Linked DNA regions of Cricetulus griseus: region 1 is linked to region 2. A link is a contact called in public Hi-C data. All regions are on one chromosome and are shown on one strand. Each heading gives the region's core, a stretch centred on a gene start, on an enhancer-like site or on the middle of the called end of the contact. The rest is flanking DNA. Distances are from core to core; before and after follow the strand shown. Region 1 has its middle 77 kb from the start of Ncor2. Region 2 overlaps Ncor2 (nuclear receptor corepressor 2).

What was found. A called contact is a pair of places that touch in the nucleus more often than the background predicts.
Region 1: a Hi-C map of liver shows a contact between it and region 2, with 4 times the contacts expected there. The contact joins two enhancer-like sites. A contact is called at or near these places in 3 of 8 Hi-C or Micro-C datasets (the CHO-K1 cell line and liver).

The regions. Positions count from the first base shown.
Region 1 is chr4:104,881,362-104,886,505 of CriGri-PICRH-1.0, reverse strand. No RefSeq gene overlaps it. Among named protein-coding and RNA genes, the nearest start is that of Ncor2, 77 kb to the right of the region's middle. Within about 2 kb of position 2,720, at least 4 of the 6 cell types and tissues checked have open chromatin away from gene starts, as enhancers often do.
Region 2 is chr4:104,738,004-104,742,831 of CriGri-PICRH-1.0, reverse strand. Ncor2 (nuclear receptor corepressor 2) reads left to right here. Exons shown (of 50, transcript XM_035443342.1): 8 at 4,067-4,246. Among named protein-coding and RNA genes, the nearest start is that of Ncor2, 67 kb to the left of the region's middle. Within about 2 kb of position 2,816, at least 2 of the 6 cell types and tissues checked have open chromatin away from gene starts, as enhancers often do.

The DNA of each region.
Region 1 (5,144 bases), core at 1,471-3,970, 140 kb before region 2:
TCACCTGTGCAGTGGAATCATAGTTTCCTAGAAGGAATATATGAGACAGAGAATTATAACTAAAGGGAATCCCTTGGGAGAGGGATTGGGCTCCATAGCTAAGGGCAGTTGTGCAAGAAAGGCTATGGGCACAGAAGTATAGGAATCAGGCACATGAAACATCTTGGAGCAACTGCAGTTACAGGGAATAACCACCAGGGGTCACTGTGGTTCTATTCATTGGAGTGCCTGGACCAGAGGTCTGCATCCTTAGTCACTCTGGGTTTCTGTGGCAGTTTTCAGGCAAAGCTGCATCCATTTCATGAGTCTCTGGACATATTTTTTTTTAAAGGCTGCACAAAGTATTCTATTAATTATGTTTATTTTAAAAGGCTATCCCCAGCTCCTACACAAAATGCTAGTTGATGTTGCCAAGTCATGGGTCTTGTGGACAATGCCTATGGAAATAGTGACAGTTCTTTTAGCCCAGGAAGCCAGGTACTGGGATGGGACATTTTTCTCATCTCCAAAGTAGACATGGAGCTCAGGCCACATAGCTGTCCTTGGAGTAAGTGGGAACTGTGAAACGGCAGATTTGCGGGGCTGGAGAAATAGCTCAGCAGTTAAGAGCACTTGCTGCTGTAGCAGAGAAACCAGGTTCAGTTCCTACCATCTACATCAGGTGGCTCGAAAACATCTAGAATTCCATATCCAGGGGGCTCTGATACCCTCTACCAGCCTCACATTGCACTCATCTGTGCACACAGTTACAAACAGAGACACATAAGCATACACATAATTTAAAACTTACTGGGGAGAGGCCAGGCGTTGGTGGCGCACGCCTTTAATCCCAGCACTTGGGAGGCAGAGGCAGGCGGATCTCTGTGAGTTGGAGGCCAGCCTGGTCTCCAGAGCGAGTGCCAGGATAGGCTCCAAAGCTACACAGAGAAACCCTGTCTCAAAAAACCAAAAAAAAAAAAAAAAAAAAAAAAAATTACTGGTGAGACCAAAGCTGGGCTGTTTCTATGTCCCTGGAATGCTGATGTTATTTGAGTACTTGTTGTCTACTACATAAATGTTCCACATTTACCACATGTGTTCAGTATTTTGTGTCAAGATTTGGGGAAGTGCTGGTGTTATCATTCCTCTCATTTTTTCCAGTGAGGAAACTGAGGCACAGAGAGACGAGGTCATAGTTCACCGTCACTGTCTCCTGGTTGGTAAAAGGGGAACAGATTTTCATCTCAGCAGCCTGGTCCAGCTCTTGAGTGCTCCCGGCTTGTTCCTTTATGTGCAGTACCCAGACATGCCCCCTGTGCTGCTGTGTGGTTCCCAGGACCCCAGAGAGAATTCCCACCCAGATCGGGAAGCATGACAGGTGCTGAGGCAGGAGACCCCAAGAAGCCTGGGGAGGGGCTGGAGAGATGATTCACATGTTAAGAGCACTGGAAGCTCTTCCAGAGGATCTGAGTTCAATTCCCAGCAACCACACGGTGGTTCACAACCATCTATGATGAAATCTGGTGCCCTCTTCTGGCCTGTAGGCAGAACACTGTATACATAATAAATAAATTAATTTTTTTAAAAAAAAGAAGAAGCCTGGGGAGGAAGAGAGATTAGAGGGTCGGGTGCCCAAATGCATCCCAGTTGTGTCCAGCACAGTGGTTCTCAGCCTTCCTAACATGCATGAGACCCTTTAATACAGTTCTTCATGTTGTGGTGTTGTGGTAGCCCCAAACCATAAAATTATTTTTATTGCTACTTCATAACTGTAATTTTTCTTTTTTGTTGTTGTTGTTGTTTCAAGACAGGGTTTCTCTGTGTAGTCCTGGCTGTCCTAGAACTCACTCTGTAGATCAGACAGGCCTCAAACTCAGAGATCCACCTGCCTCTGCCTCCCAATTGCTGGGATTAAAGGCATGAGCCATCACTGCTCTGCCATAACTGTATTTTTCTAACTGTTATGACTTGTAATGTAAATAATTTCAGAGATAGACATTTGCCAAAGGGGTTGTGACCCACGGGTTGAGAACTGCTGTTCTAGACGGAGTGCCGTTTACCAGGCCAGGCTGCTAGGTAAGAGCCCAGGCCTGTCTAGTCCAGGCTTGTTCCAGACAGGTGGCAAGTGGTGGGCAGGGCAGGAAGAGTCATATGTCTAAAAATAATGCCTGGCTCCCGGAGCCTGCCACAGGATGGAGCGAGACAGCAAGAGAGTGGGCAGGATTCCCTAGAATGTGGGGGGTTGTGTATATAACTTCAAGGGAGCTGTCCCACTTTGAAGTCTGGGGAGCTGGGCTAGAGGAGTGAGGTGCTGGGGGCAACAAATGGTACCATCCTGGAGTCAGGTTTGAGCCATTCCAGGCCATGTGCTTTGGGGGTCACAGCTTGCACAAAGAGGGTTAGAGGAGCATGTAGGAGGCAGGAAGGTCTCTGCAGTGTGGCCACTATGCCCATTTCTCTCATCTTCTTGTCACCTGCCTCGCTCACTTAGGATATGGGACTCCATACCCAAGCCACCCCTCCCCCACTTCACCCTACCCTTACCCCTCCCCTGCAACCTCATCTCCTCAGATGGATAGGCAAGGCCTAGTGTAGGGCAAGGACTTGTAAGCTGATAGACACAGCACAGTGGCCTCTCTGGTTTCCCTCTGTGTCTATGGCTACCATCTGCCCTCTGCTGGGCCACAGGAATGTCTTCTGTTTGAGGAGCCAGAGACCCAATGATGTCACACAGGCCTCTCTGACCCAGCTTTGTGCAACTCTTGGGTCTCTGGTCTTAGACTGTGGGCAGCAGCTGTTTGCGGGCAGGACATGGTTTCCCCATGACATCAGCTTTGGCAAGCAAGTAGGCAGGGGTGGGCGGCCAGCCCTGTGAATGGAGGCTGGATGGCATTGTGTCTCCCTGGGCCAGGCTCTGTGACCACGCCATGCCCACGTCCAGCTCACAGGAAAGCCACTTCCTGCCCCGCCCACTTCAGGGTCCAGATGAGGGTGGGCGAGAGGGACATTGCATGGACATTATGCCAAGGACAGTTGGAAATGGTTTTCAGCTGTGTCACAGAATGTGGCACAGACCCTGTGACCTGGGGCAGACCCAGGCACGCTGCCCTGTGATACTACATATCACCAGCAGATGCCGCTATTGGTCACACAGAAGGTTCCAGGCATCCTGTCTTGCCTAGTGGCAGAACTTGAATCTGGGACTGAAGTAGAAACTCTCCGGCCAAGGGTTTCCACACTGCAGGTGATTTGCAGCAGGCAGGTAGGAAAGACAGCCTGGCCCAGAAGCTGGGTAGACAGAGTAGCTGCATGGAGCATGGGGGGTTCTGGATAATGGTACCTCCTCTCCTACCAGGCTGTGGCACCTACTCTTCAGGGAGGCGAGTGAGTCTCTCTGAGTTCAGGCCTGGGCTACAATTCCTCACAGAATTAATTTCCTAGAAGAAAAAAAAAAATAAAGATCAATGCCTGTCCCTCGGTGCCAGACATTAAACTCCTTCTCGGGATTGGTGGTGGCGAGCTGTTGTGACAGGGGTGACAACGGAGACACCCAGGGGAGACTGGTGGAAGCTCAGTCGATGCCTCACTTCCTGACACCCATGTGGCTGAGCACACTGTCATTGAGTCAGGACATGCAGCCACCCGCCCCTGCAGCCATTCACACCCCCCCACACACACTTCATTTGCGAGCCCCTCAGTTCACAGCACGGTGCCTGTGGCAGAGCAGAGCCCCAAATGAGCTATTTATGGGCCATCTTTCCACGTTGCTCGCATATTATAATTAAGAGATAATGTCAGTGGAATAGAACGTTGTCACCCAGTAACGGCCTCCTGCCGCCTCGGAAATGTCACGGCAAAGTCACAGATATATCAAGCATAAAACTGACGTTTGTTTTCAGAGCAGGATCACTGATCCTGGGACGGTGATACAGCTGCAGCTTCATTTCTGTCTCAGAAGTGATGGATGCCGATGATGGCTGGGTCTGAAGGAGGAGGGGTCTTGTCTGTGGTGGGACCAGCTGGGCCTGTGCTTCACATGGCAAGTAGAGGATATGGCTGCCCTCTGCATCCCGCTCTCAGCTATAGCCATGAAGGTGGCCTGGGTGCCCTGGCTCTCGATGGGGCCGTGTGTTTTCTGCAGCCCAAGAGGCTGCCAGATGGTAGGGTCCCCCTTCCTGTCACCGTGTTGTCTCTGGGGAACTGAGCGGCTGCTGGTAGCTTGTCCTTGGACAACATCAGTCTCCAAGTCACTGCTCTGAGCCACACGGCCTTGGAAGGACAGTGGTGACTTTGTGACTGGGGTGTCTACACTGTGGAGTAGCTAAGGGTCTGCAGGATTCCAGAGTGGTGTCCTGGTGAGATCACTTATCTGGCTGACGTTGTATCACCCAGCGACATTGTCAGGTGCACATCTGCTCACGCTCCGTACACTCCACTGACATAGCCTGGTCCCAACACATCTTGTCCCCAGCCCTGAACATCAGCCTTAGCTCAGTCCCCATACCCCCTGCCAGCCCTGCCAGTCAGGCCTTTAACCCATCTCGTTATCTTGGGACACCATTTCTCCACACCCCACTCCTGATGGCCTCCCCACTTCTACTGTGACCACTCATCCTGAGCATCCATGCTGAGTGTCTCCTATAGACTCCAGCTCGGGCTCTCCTACTCCCAAGCTTCCATCTTAAGCACTTGCCATACCCCCCCTCCCCACCGAAACACACAATTTTTTTTTACACTGCTGGGATGGAACCTGGGGCCTCATGAATGTTACGCAATCACTGACAATGAGCCACAGCCTGGCTGGCAGACCTCCTCCAGAACACTGATCGGCAAACGGTCACCTCAAATCCCAGTGACGGAGACATTTAGCTCCTGCCTTTGCAGGCCAGTGAGGGAGGCTGGTCCTGTCCCAGGTGAGCTTACTCACACATCCTCAGGGTGGTCTGTGGCAGATTGCATCTTATTAAGGGGGTTGAGCGTTTGCGTGCGCTCCATGGTCATAAGCCTTAAACACACATGGCTTCCGGCAGTGGGTCTGCCCCAAAATGTGAGGACATTCTCCCCCACAAGAGCTCTGGCTGCGCTGTCCATCGGGGAACAGATGGACAGTCATCCGCCCTAGAGATAGAGGACCAGAGCAGGCATAAATTGTGACCATTAAGAGG
Region 2 (4,828 bases), core at 1,567-4,066:
GCCCAGGAAGGCTAAGGGGACAACAGGCTAACACTGAGTGTACATCTTCAGACCCTGTCATATGCAAAGAAAGCCCTATGGGGCCAACATAGGAGATCCCTGCTTGAAGCTCCTGGAGGCTCTTCTTCCCATCCTAGGACCCCTGTTAGCCCTGAGCCTGCCCTTGAGGGGCTGTGCATGGCCTCTTAGTGGTGGGTCTCCACAGCTGGGTAGCAGGTGGGTGTCTCCATGTTAATATGATCCTCTGCTATCACCAGCTGCTTGCCAGAGTGTCCCAGTCCTAGCCTTGGGCTCTTCTGAGTGTCTTGTCCTCACAGTCATCTAGTGCAACCACTTGTGGCTCAAATGTTCCTGTCACCCTGTCTTAGGGTGACTATTGCTGTGATGAAACACCATGACCAAAGCACCTTGGGAGAAAAGGGTTAATTTAGCTTACACTTCCACATCACTGTTTATTATCAAAGGAGGTTAGCACAGGAACAAACAGGGCAGGAACCTGGAGGCAGAGGTCATGGAAGGGTGCTGAGGTCATGGAAGGGTGCTGTTTACTGGCTTGCTCCTTATGGCTTGCTCAGCCTGCTTTCTTATGGAACCCAGGACCACCAGCCCAGGGATGGCCCCACCCACAATGGGCTGAGCCCTCTCCCAACAGTCACTAATTAAGAAAATGCCCCACAGATTTGCATCCAGCCAGATCTTACAGAGGCATTTCTTCAGTCAAGAGTCCTTCCTCAGATGACTATAACTTGCATCAAGTTGACATAAAACTAGCCAGCACATACCCCCTTTAGAAAGTTCTCTGCTTCACCTCTCTGACTCTCATTCTGTCTCTTTGCTTGATGGTGTGTCTCTGTCTCTCTCTGTCCCACCATCTGTCCCTCTCTCCCCCTGCCTGGGCCCCGGCTGGGCTGGAGCCAAGCTCCAGAGGGACTGGGTGGGTGTGGATGGAATGTACACGGCTCTTCAGAGCAAATGTGGTTTGTGAGGACTCCAGCTGGAGGCAGGAGCAGGGATTTGGGGGGAGTTCGTTTGGCAGTAGTGCCCTCCTGCTCAGGCTTCCCAGTGCTTGGGAGTTCATTGAGCTTTGTTTTAGGGGACTTGAGATGTCACTGCAGAACCTTCTCTGAAAAATCTTTGGGTGGTTGGGGCCTGGGACACCAGCTTAAATGCAAACCCTGAACCCTGGCATCTGTAATGAAGTCCAGGCTTGGTAGCTTCAGGCTGAGCTCTGCCCAGGTGGCTGACGTCAGCGTGGCCCATCCCGCTTCTTAGAGTGCGTAAAAGATAGAATGCGGAACTCTGGATACCCTCACCCCGTACCCCACACAGGTCTGAGAACAGCAGAAAGCAAGTCCTCCCTCCCTGCTCTCCAGTTGCAGCTTCTTCTGTTGATCCCGCACTCTGGCCTGGAACCTGCTGCTTAGCTGGCTTGGCTGGCCACAGACCTTAGCCTGAGGCCTTTTGTGACAGGTCTTTGTCAGAAACTGAAAATTTCTTATTGCTGTCTTGAAGCTTTCTGTCTAGGCATGGGGCAAGGAAGACTGACTGACTCAGCGGAGGCTGTCTGGCTGTCTGGGGAGAGTCTGTTTGACTGACTGGTGGACTGGGGAGGGGCTGGTTGGTGGACTGGGGGAAGATTGACTGACAGGGGAGATTATGACTGACAAGGAAGGAGACTCTGGGGAGAGAACTAAATTGCCACCTGGTTTCTTGTTGAACTCAGGGCTTGTCTGTCCTTGGGCTTGGGACCCACGGGAGGGTGAGCAAGCAGTCACCTGACACATAGGCTAGCCTGCCAGGTGCCCTCATTCTGGGCATTGACTTGCTCCCACCATTGGCTTGCTGTTTGTGAAGGAACCAGTAGGACAGTCAAGAGTCAGGGTGTTGCCCCCCTTCCTCTCACCATTCCCCCCAAAAAGAGTCCCTACATCTGTGAAGGAGTCATTCGCATGGCTTCCCCCAGCCCTGTAGACTGTCTTGGTGGGTGGATTCTCCCCTGCTGGATGTTTCTGTGATTGTGTTTCACAGTCCATGGCCTTTGTTCTTGTGGCCTATTATGTGGGAGTGTTTGGATCAGCAACGGGGACCTGCTGTGTGTTTGTGCACTGTGGGGGGTGTGGGTTGGGTTATTTCATGCCTGCTTCCAAGGATGAGCCACCATGAAAGACAGCCTGATCCAGCTGGTTCAGGAAGTGGGGCTCAGCCTTGGGGTGTGGCTGGGGTTGCCAGCTGTGTCTTCTAAACTGTGCTGCCTCAGACTCAGAAGGACAGAACCTTCTATAGACGGATGGCTTTGGAGACCATCCTGGGCTGCAAAGAGTTTGGCCCATGGTTTCAAGTTGGCCCCTATTCTCTTTCTGTTTCCCTCCCTTCTGCTTGTGGGGAACAGAGCAGAGGGGATAATATGACCACTGGGCTCAGGGGAATCATACTCACCACCACCTTCTGTTTCCAGATGCATATTGAGACAGTACCCTGGAGGATTCTGTGGGGAGGAGAGCCTTAAGTCCTCAGTCCCCAGTGTGCCATGTCCCTCTGTCCTCATATGTTAGATGGCCGAATGAGACCAGGGGCAAAGTGCTGGGCTGGGAGTGAACTGATGGGGACAGGGACCCCTAAAGAGGAGGACAAAAAGAAGTTGTAGGCTCTTCTAGTTACAAGAGGAGTGGGGGTGGGGGTAGGTGGGGCACCTGGTTGCCCAGGCTGCAGTTGTTCCCAGGAATAAAGTGTCCTGTGTCCATAGAATACAGCTGCTTGGGGGTGGGGAATAGCCGCTGACTTTGCCTGGCCATGCCTGCCAGCAGCTGCTGCCTTGGCCCAGAGGGAAGCAGGGTGGGGCTGGCCTTGCTGGGAGCCAGGGTAGGGACAGACTTTTCTAGACTCTGGGTTGTGCATTTTGAATGTACCAGGCTTACAACTCACTGTAGAGGTGAAATTACTCCTGCCTCTTTCCTTCTGCATTGTACAGATAGGGACACTGAGGCAGGCAGCACCCGTGTACTATCTGAGGTCACAGAGCTGAGTCCTACTGAGAGGGCCTGGGATTGGAGCCTGGCACTGTATAGATGAGAATTAGGCTGTTTTTCTAACCTCCTTGTTCCTAGAGCATCCCAGTGCAACCTGGGTGGTCTCTGACTCTAGCTAGAGAACAGAGGAAACCATGGAGGAGCCAGGTTCAGGGCCATGAGTGAGATACCACATTCAGCCTCAGGGAGGAGAAGCCCTTAGCAGCCCCCATGAAAGATTCCCATACATGAATAAGAGCCAGATGTGGTGGAACGGGACCATCATCCCTGTATTCGGGAGGCTGAGACATGAGGATCTCAAATTCAGGGACATCCTGGGCAACAGGGAGAGAAGGCCCAGCAGCCAGGAGCACTTGTAGAAGACCCAGGTCTGGTTCCCAGTATCCACATGGCTCACAACTGTCTGTAACCCCAGTTCCAGGGGTTCTGACCCCCTCCTTTGAAGGGACTGGGTGTGCACGTGGTGCATGTACATACATGTAGACAAAATACTCATAAAATAAATTTTTATAAGATTGAAAGTAAAAAATGACTTAGGTGATAGGTCTGTGGTAGAGCGCTTGCTTAGCATACGTAAGGTCCCGGGTTCCAACCCTAGCACTGCATAGAGAAAAGAAGTGAGTCCCGGTGACTCTGCTGGCTCCTATGTGTTATGACAGGTATGTTTTCTGAATAGCTGACTGCGCCAGTTTAGGGTCTGTAGACTGTTTGCATAGACTGTCATGTACCTGTGGAGGGCATATGGGACTGGTCTGGAGGGGTCACTGTTGGCCTTATTTCTGTTCTGGAGGCATAGGAAAGAGATAACCAGGAGGAAGCAATAGGGACTGTCATTGCTCAGGTGGCATCACAGCCTCCTGGAATTTGCCTTTAGAGACCACAGCCATGGGAAAGGTGGCCTGGCCCAGGCAGGCTCTATCTACATGCCCAGTTGTGACTGTTTGGGATAGGAAGCTGGTGTGCTGCAGCCTGAAGTCACAGCGGGAAAAGAGGTGCCAGGGTCACTTGGGTGAGCACATTCTGCTCCTGTCCACCTACAGGACCGTAGCCTGTCGGGCAAGCTGGAGCCTGTGTCACCTCCCAGTCCCCCGCACGCCGACCCTGAGCTGGATCTGGCACCTTCTCGGCTGTCCAAGGAGGAGCTGATCCAGAACATGGACCGCGTGGACCGTGAGATCACCATGGTGGAGCAGCAGATCTCCAAGCTGAAGAAGAAACAGGTGAGTAATGAGGATAGGAGGGGCACTCCAGTGAAGGCAGGTGCTGGTCCCCACATCCCCAGATGCCCAGAGTCATGTGATTTCCTGTTTTTCTGGGAATGTGTCTTGACTTGGGAAGCCTCTAGACTGGGCATGTCAATGGTTGTGTGAGAGGCCTTTCGTCAGATTCTCCACTTTCTTGAAAAGCTATCGGGACTCTGGGGGTGGAGACACACCTGAATTCCAGCAGAGAGTCCAGATCCTTCAGGGACCAAAGCTTCCTGGAAGAGGCACCTTGAGCTGCCCAGGGCGGATAAGGGGCCTTTGGCTGTTCCTTGCATGAGATGAATGGGATCTGGGAGCAGGGCAATGAGGTCTTCTAAGATGGTGGCCCAGAATCCCAGAGAGAGGCGGGGCCCTGGTGCAGTTAGGTCAGCCATGCCAGGCTGATGGAGAACTTGCATCTTCAGTCCTCCAGGTCTGGCTTGCAGGTGGCTAGAGCCACCACTAGAGACTGATGAGTGTCTAGAGCTGTTGCTGTTACTAGTTTTGTCCCTTCTCCTCCTCCTCCTCCTCCTCCTCCTCCTCCTCCTCCTCCTCCTC